Regions from separate parts of the Triticum aestivum genome. Here region 1 is linked to region 2. Evidence: chromatin contacts called from public Hi-C data. All regions are on one chromosome and are shown on one strand. Each heading gives the region's core, a stretch centred on a gene start, on an enhancer-like site or on the middle of the called end of the contact. The rest is flanking DNA. Distances are from core to core; before and after follow the strand shown. Region 1 holds the start of LOC123049263. Region 2 holds the start of LOC123049261 (protein PHLOEM PROTEIN 2-LIKE A10).

Region 1 (3,773 bases), core at 532-3,031, 390 kb before region 2:
TTCCTCTTCGTGCTTGTATCAGAGACCCTCAATGTGGATATCCTTCGGGTTTCCTTCGTGAAGTAGTAGGTCGGGCTGAGTATCTCCCTTGATGTCTAGAACCTTGTCTGTTCTTTGCTCTAGGGTGAGCAATTCCATCTTCCGGCTGTCCGGCACCTTTCGAGCCAAGTCGTAATTTGGAGAACAGCAACACGATTTCGATGTCCACCTTCCTGGGTAGATGAGGGCGCGGTCCTTTGTCATTGGGCATTGGCGTCGTTTGATGTTCCTCTCTGTTCGCTCTTCTAGGACAAGTTCACTCGGAGGACTCCGTCGATTACAAGCTAGTGCTTATTTACAACTCTTGTGTAGGGCTTGTAGTCTTTGGTGCTTGTAAGCTGCTTGGCAACACTTAATATCGACTGTAGCATTTCCTTTATGTTCCCTGTTGGTTGTAATGGTGGCCTTATGTAATCCCTGGCTGGTTGATGGCTTTGTTAATTCAAAGTCGGGCTCCTCTTAAACCTTCGTTCTAAAAAGAAAAATTATGCACTATAATCTCGGTTTACAATATTTAGGTGAAGCAGCAGTACGTCTACAATGGGGGAGCGGCCCAGGGGCTGCCCCTGTGCAACTCGCTGCTGTTGGAGGCAACGAGGGTCACATAGGAGTGCGCCCCTATGTTCTGCGTGACGCGATGTGAAAAAAGGTCCAGCTCTCCTACTCGGATCCCTGCACGGATATCCTGCAGGGCCAACCAATGAGTGACACGTGTCCTTGTGACCTCACTTCCTAGAAACAAACATACCGCATCTCCCTATTTGCAGAAAATGGCCAGTATTTTCTCCGCCGAAGAGTAGGTTCCCTGGCGCATCTTCCTCTACCAATCTCGTGGGAAATTGCTGCACCATGGATCGGTGGATCACATATCCATAGCAATCCCACCGGAAGTTTCCCTCCCATGGATCGTATCACTCTGATTTAGCATAGAGGGAGCTCCTCGTACTTGCTTCTAATGGGTAGATGAAGTAATCAACTGCCAGTCGCCTTCCCTGTGGAGCTTGCATCGAGCTCATACGATGCCGGATCTTCTAATGTAACGCAGAGACGAGACTTTCCCTCACCAAAAACGAACGCCAGCACTCCGAAAGAAAAAAAAACACTCGGCAATGCTTCATTCCTCGAGCCGGCCTCGCATGCACCGTCGTCGATTCACAGGTGGTTACCGTCGTTGCATACGGCCCGCGCTGCCGTCGATTCGCCTTCTCGCCCGCCGTCGGCTCTTCACCGTCCGTATCTACGGTTCTTTGACTGGATGATGCAGGGTGCTGCTTCTAAGGGAGGTTGTAACCGACTTAATTTGTTTGGCCGGCGACCATGGAGAGAGGCAACGACATCACCAAGAAACCGAAGCTGGCTGGTTCCATTTCAGCGAGACAGCTGCAGATGCACGCATTAGATTTCTTTGGCGAGTTTAGCAAGGGCCGACACTTTGGCTCTCTGCGGCTTCCTCGCCGACCGGTGACGGAGGTGCGTGCACGGCGCCTTGGACGTCTGCAATGCAGTGATGGAAGTCGCCGTCTCCTCGGCCATAAGGCCCGCGACTACCAGAGGTTATGTGCCGCACGCGCCTTGCTCATGCATGTTAGAGAAAATATCTGTAATCTCAACCGACCTTCCTTCTTCGTATCCCTCTCAAACTCTTGTATCTTCTTGTATGCCAAGGCAGGCTCCTGCCTAATCATCAATATATATACGACGCCGCTCCCCATCAAGGGAGTAGGGATCGCTCATTATCTTTCATGGTCATCAGAGCCACCTCTTCCCATACATCTAGCCACAAACCAAAATCCTAAAAACCACATACCATCGTCTCCATGGCTTCCTCTGCTGGCGTCGCGCTCAACCTCGGTTCGCCGCCATCTGAGAAGCTCGCAAGAGGAAACTTTATCCTCTGGAAGACTCAGGTGCTCCCAACCCTGCAAGGAGCACAGGTAACTGGACTCCTCGACAACTCAGACGCCGCTCCGTCCAGGATGGTGGAGGTCACAAAGGCGGACAAGACCACGACCCTAGAGTTGAATCCTCTGTACGGGCCCTGGATCGCCAAAGACCAGCAGGTCCTATCTTATCTTCTGAATTCTATGTCGCCAGAGATCCTTGCGCAGGTCGTCGGGAAGGACTCCGCTTTTGAGCTCTGGACGACGGTGACAAACCTCTTCGCCTCGCAGTCACAATCTCGGATTACCAATCTGAGAATCGCCATCACCAACACCAAGAAGGGCAGCATGTCAAGCTCGGCGTACATGGCGAAGATGAAGAGCCTCGGGGATGAACTAGCTGCTGTCGGTCGTCCCGTCTCTGATCCGGGGATGGTGGACTACATCTTGGCCGGACTAGACCGCGACTATGACTCCGTGGTGGTGGCGATCGGCGCTGTCAAGAACACCATCACCGCTGATGATCTCTTCGCTCAGATCTCTGCCTTTGATCAAAGGATGGAGATGCTAGGCGATTCATCTTCAGGCGGGTTCCACTCATCTGCTATTGCGGTCTACAGAGACCGTGGACAGTCCCGCGGGCGAGGAGGAAGGGGGCGCGGCCGTGGTGACCGCGGTGACCGCCAGCCCGTCTTCCAATGGAGGCAGCGGCTTCAGAGGGCGCCCTCGACAGCAGCAACAGCAACAGCAGGTGCGTGAGCAGCAGCATGATTACCCTGAGTGTCAAATATGCTACAAACATCATCCAGTAGGTGCACGGGTCTACTAGTGGCGCTATGAGGAGAACAAGCTAGAGGAAAAAGAGGCGCATGTCGTCTCCTATTGCATGGACACAAATTGGTATGCCGACAGTGTAGCAACAAACCACATCACAGGTGAACTTGACAAGTTGACGATGCGGGAGAAGTACAATGGAGGCGACCAAATTCACTCGGCAAACGGTTCTGGTATGTATATTACACATATTGGTAGTTCAATTGTTGAAAACCCCTTGAAAAATTTACATTTGACAAATGTCTTGCATGTTTCTCAAACATCCAAAAAATCTTGTTTCCGTTCATTGATTCACTCTTGATAACAATGTTCTTATAGAATTCTATCCTTATTTTTTCTTGGTTAAGGACTTGAGAACAAGGAGAATCATTCTTAGAGGACGGTGCATGGGAGGCCTCTACCCACTCATATCATCATCATCATCTTCATGGTCCAATAAACAAGCAAATATTTTCACCAAGCTTTCATCATCAAGGTGGCATAGTCGCTTGGGTCATCCATCTTTAGTCATAGTTAAATATGTTCTTAGCAAAAATAAACTCGCTTATGAGCCTAGTGTTGAGTCAGTTTGTGATCCATGTCAACAAGCAAAAAGTCATCAATTACCTTACCCTATTTCTACTAGTGTGTCCACTGCCCTACTACAACTTATCTTTTCAGATGTATGGGTCCTACTTCAGTTGGTAGATTTTTCTTTTATGTAAGCTTTATTGATGACTATAGTAAATTTACTTGGATTTATTTACTGAAGAAACGATCTGATGTATTTCAAGTTTTTATCAATTTCCAAAATCTTGTTGAACGCCAACTGAACGCCAAAATCATTGCTATGCAAAGTGAGTGGGGTGGTGAGTATGAAAAATTGAACTCTTTCTTCCAAAAACTTGGCATATCACATCATGTCTCTTTCCCTCATGCTCACCAACAAAACGGGTCTGCTGAAAGAAAGCACCATCACATAGTTAATATGGGGCTTGCATTGTTAGCAAATGCATCCATGCCACTTAAATTTTGGGATGA
Region 2 (3,466 bases), core at 842-3,341:
ATGGAGTCACATGATCGTGTCTCTGCTCGTTACCGCACACTACCAAGACACTAACAGTTTGGATATTTGATCTTAGTAGGCCTCTGGCCTTTTCACACTAACCACCACGCGGGAATAAGTATGGGCACTATGCGTCGTATGTATCAGCCGAAAGCTCGACGGACGCCAGCGATGGAGCGGCGCGCACCGGGTTGGACTACGTAAGCACTTGCCTTTTTAAGGAGGTAGCCAGGTCAGTTCACCGGCCACGTTCACAATGTGCAGGAGTGCAAAGGGCGATGGATCCAAGACCCCTGCGCGCTTAGGATGTAGACCGGCGTGCTGGCCTCTCTGGTGAGCTTAGGTAGGGCTGCGGCGTGTTGATCGGCCGAGGCCGGTCATAACCTGATGGTGTGTCAGGCCAGAGTTGATCGAGCGTGTTGGGTAAGTTGGTGCACCCCCACAGGGAAGTATTCTATCTATTCGAATAGCCGTCTCCACGGTAACGGACGCTCGGAGTTTTATCCCGATCGATACAACTAGAACTGGATACTGGATGCTGAGGCATAAGATGGATGTGATGGCTTCAGGATTGCTTTCTCGTAGGGAGTCGAGAAAGGATCTCTGGGCGCTAATGTTACAACATGTTTGCTAAATATAAACTGTTATTCTATACTCTTCTGAATGCTGCAAGATGCTTGGAGCTGCTTGAAGATGCTAGTCTTCGATAGGCTAGGCTTTCCCCTTCTCTTCTGGCATTCTGCAGTTCAGTCCACAGATACTACCCATTTCATTGACACCGATGCATATGTAGTGTAGATCCTTACTTGCGAGTACTTTGGATGAGTACTCACGGTTGCTTTGCTTCCTCTTTTTCCCCTTTTCCATTCTTCTCGAACGTCGCAACCGGATAGTGGAGCTCAGGAGCCAGACACCACCTTCGACGACTACTACTACACCGAGGGTGCCTACTACTACGTGGAGGCCGCCGACGACCAAGAGTAGTTAGGAGGCTCCCAGGTAGGAGGCCTTGCCTTTTCGATCGATGTTGCATTTGTGCTAGCCTTCTTAAGACAAACTTGTTTAACTTATGTCTGTACTCAGATATTGCTGCTTTCGCTGACTCGTTTGTATTCGATCTTATGTATTCGAGCCCTCGAGACCCCTGGCTTGTAATATAAAGCTTGTATTATTTTAATTTGTGTCTAGAGTTGTGTTGTGATATCTTCTCATGAGTCCTGGTCTTGATCGTACACATTTGTATGTATGATTAGTGTACGATTGAATCGGGGGCGCCACAGTCTAGTCTACCTATGGTGTGTCCTCCCCTCTAAGGTCTCGCTTGGATAATCGACTCTTATGACCCACACAGAGGGTTTTTCCCAACCGTTCATACCTCTCGGCTATTAAATAAACCCAAATGATAATGCTCACACGTGTGGCACAAAGCAATTTCGCCCACACGTTTTTTGATGACAACTTTAATTACAAGAGGATGACAACTTTACTTGTGAAGCATGTCAACTTTCTGTTTGGGTGACAAGTTTCAGTTTTTTGAGATTTGTTTTTTTCCTGATGATAACTTTAGTGTAAAAAATATGTGGGCGGTGTTAATATATGCCACACGTGTGACAGTTATCGTCGTAAATAAAATATTTAAAACAGACTTCACTCGTCCCACGCCAAGGGAAAGGGATCCACGATCAATTCTACGGGAAAGTATCGAGTGCTCCCAGCCTTGGGGTACACCCGGTGCTTCAATATCAAAAAATATTTTTAAATGTTTCAAAAAAATCCAAAAAAAAGTTGTAAATATTCACAAGGAATGTCATCACATCCTCTAAAAATTTCAGGTCCAAAATCGAAATGTACATTGAGAAACAAAAAAGAGAAATCTAGGTGTGAATAGTATCAATGTTGCTTTTGTCTCTTCTTTACACTATTCATTCTAGATTTTTTTTTCTCAATGTTCGAGTTTGGACCTGAAATTTTTAAGGCTTGTCACATCCATTGTGATCATTCACATTTTGTTTTGGATTTTTTGAAACATTCAAAATATTTTTTTTGACATTGATGTATCGGGAGTACACTGAGAGCACCGGATACTTTCCCCGATTCTACTCCACGCGCCACGTAGTCTCGTGTTCAGACTACCACTGGTCCTCGCGAATTCCCCATCCGAACCCCGATTCCGGCCGCCATGAACTGCGTCCCCACCTTCTCCCGCCACCACCGCCGCTGGATCGTCTGTGCGGGCGCTGCTGCTGGTGCTTACCTGATCTACCACCACCCAGCCGTCGCCGCCCGCCGCCGCCGCTTCTCCCGCCTGGCCTCGGCTCTCTCGTCCCTCGCCGATGCCGTCGCCGCCGTCGCCTCCGACCTCGCGGCCTTTCTCCAATCTGACTCCGACTCGCTGCCTACCACTCTCACTCAACTATCCAAGCTCGCCTCCTCCCACGAGGCGACCGCCTCCGCCTCCGCGCTCTCCGGGGCCCTCACCGCCGGCGTGCTCCGCGGCTACGCCTCCGTCACCAGTCCAGCTTCCGCAGGCGAGGTAGCGTTTTCGGATCGTCTTGTTGAGAAGCTGTTCTCCCCAGCCGGCGAGCGGCTCGTCTCAGCCGTGGCGGGCAGCTTCGGGCGCGACATCGTGCTCGCCTGTTATTCTGTCCCAGCCGATCCTTCAGGATCGGCGGGATCATCACCGGCGAGCTGGGTAGACATTGTCACCAGTGGGAGTTGCCGTAGGGCGATCCGCAGCTGGGTGGAGGTCTTCACGTCCACCGCCGTGGGCGTCTTCATTGACAAGACCATCCACATCAACACCTACGATCAGATCTGCGCCGCTGCCACAAACCCGGCCTACGACTCCAAGCTGCAAAAGCTTCTGGTGGCACTCTGCAGTGCTTCCGTCGAGACGTTGGTGAAGACCTCCCACGGCGTACTCTCCAATGGCAATGGAAATGCTCACAGTGGCAATGGTGAGGTTGGGGAAGGATGGACAGAAACGGTCTCGAGTGCGCTTGCTGTTCCAAGCAATCGGAAGCTTGTTCTGGATCTGACGGGCAGGGCGACATTCGAGGCAGTGCGGTCTTTCCTTGAGTTTGTGCTGTGGAGGCTGCATGATGCTGCAAGGGCTGGCGGTGATGCCACAGCGAGGGCTGGATTGTGTGTCTTGAGGTATATGAGCGAAAGGTCCATGGTTGTCGCTGCCATCTGCATAGTATTGTGCTTGCATGTGTTGAACCGCACATGGCTCTTGGCACCGGCTTGAGCTTGAGCTTTACTTGAGTAGAGAATATACTGAAACTGAAGTGTTCAGAAAGGGGGAGGGGCAACAGAAACAATAAGTTTGGTCACTTGTAAATATATTTGTTGTGTAACAATTTGACCCTGCATACAGTTTATAGAAATTTCTGGCAGTGTAACTTTGCCTGCTTATTTCTAATTCTGTTGGTCAGTTATATTTCCACTGTGTAAATATGTGATT

Evidence for each region. A called contact is a pair of places that touch in the nucleus more often than the background predicts.
Region 1: a Hi-C map of leaf shows a contact between it and region 2, with 3 times the contacts expected there. The contact joins the promoter of LOC123049263 here to the promoter of LOC123049261 in region 2. A contact is called at or near these places in 3 of 5 Hi-C or Micro-C datasets (all in leaf).

The regions. Positions count from the first base shown.
Region 1 is chr2D:315,009,587-315,013,359 of IWGSC CS RefSeq v2.1, reverse strand. LOC123049263 reads left to right here and starts at 1,781. Exons shown (of 2, transcript XM_044472208.1): 1 at 1,781-2,926; 2 at 3,101-3,368. The coding sequence starts at 1,857. The coding sequence ends at 2,678.
Region 2 is chr2D:314,619,923-314,623,388 of IWGSC CS RefSeq v2.1, reverse strand. LOC123049261 (protein PHLOEM PROTEIN 2-LIKE A10) reads left to right here and starts at 2,091. Exons shown (of 1, transcript XM_044472206.1): 1 at 2,091-3,466. The coding sequence starts at 2,180. The coding sequence ends at 3,250.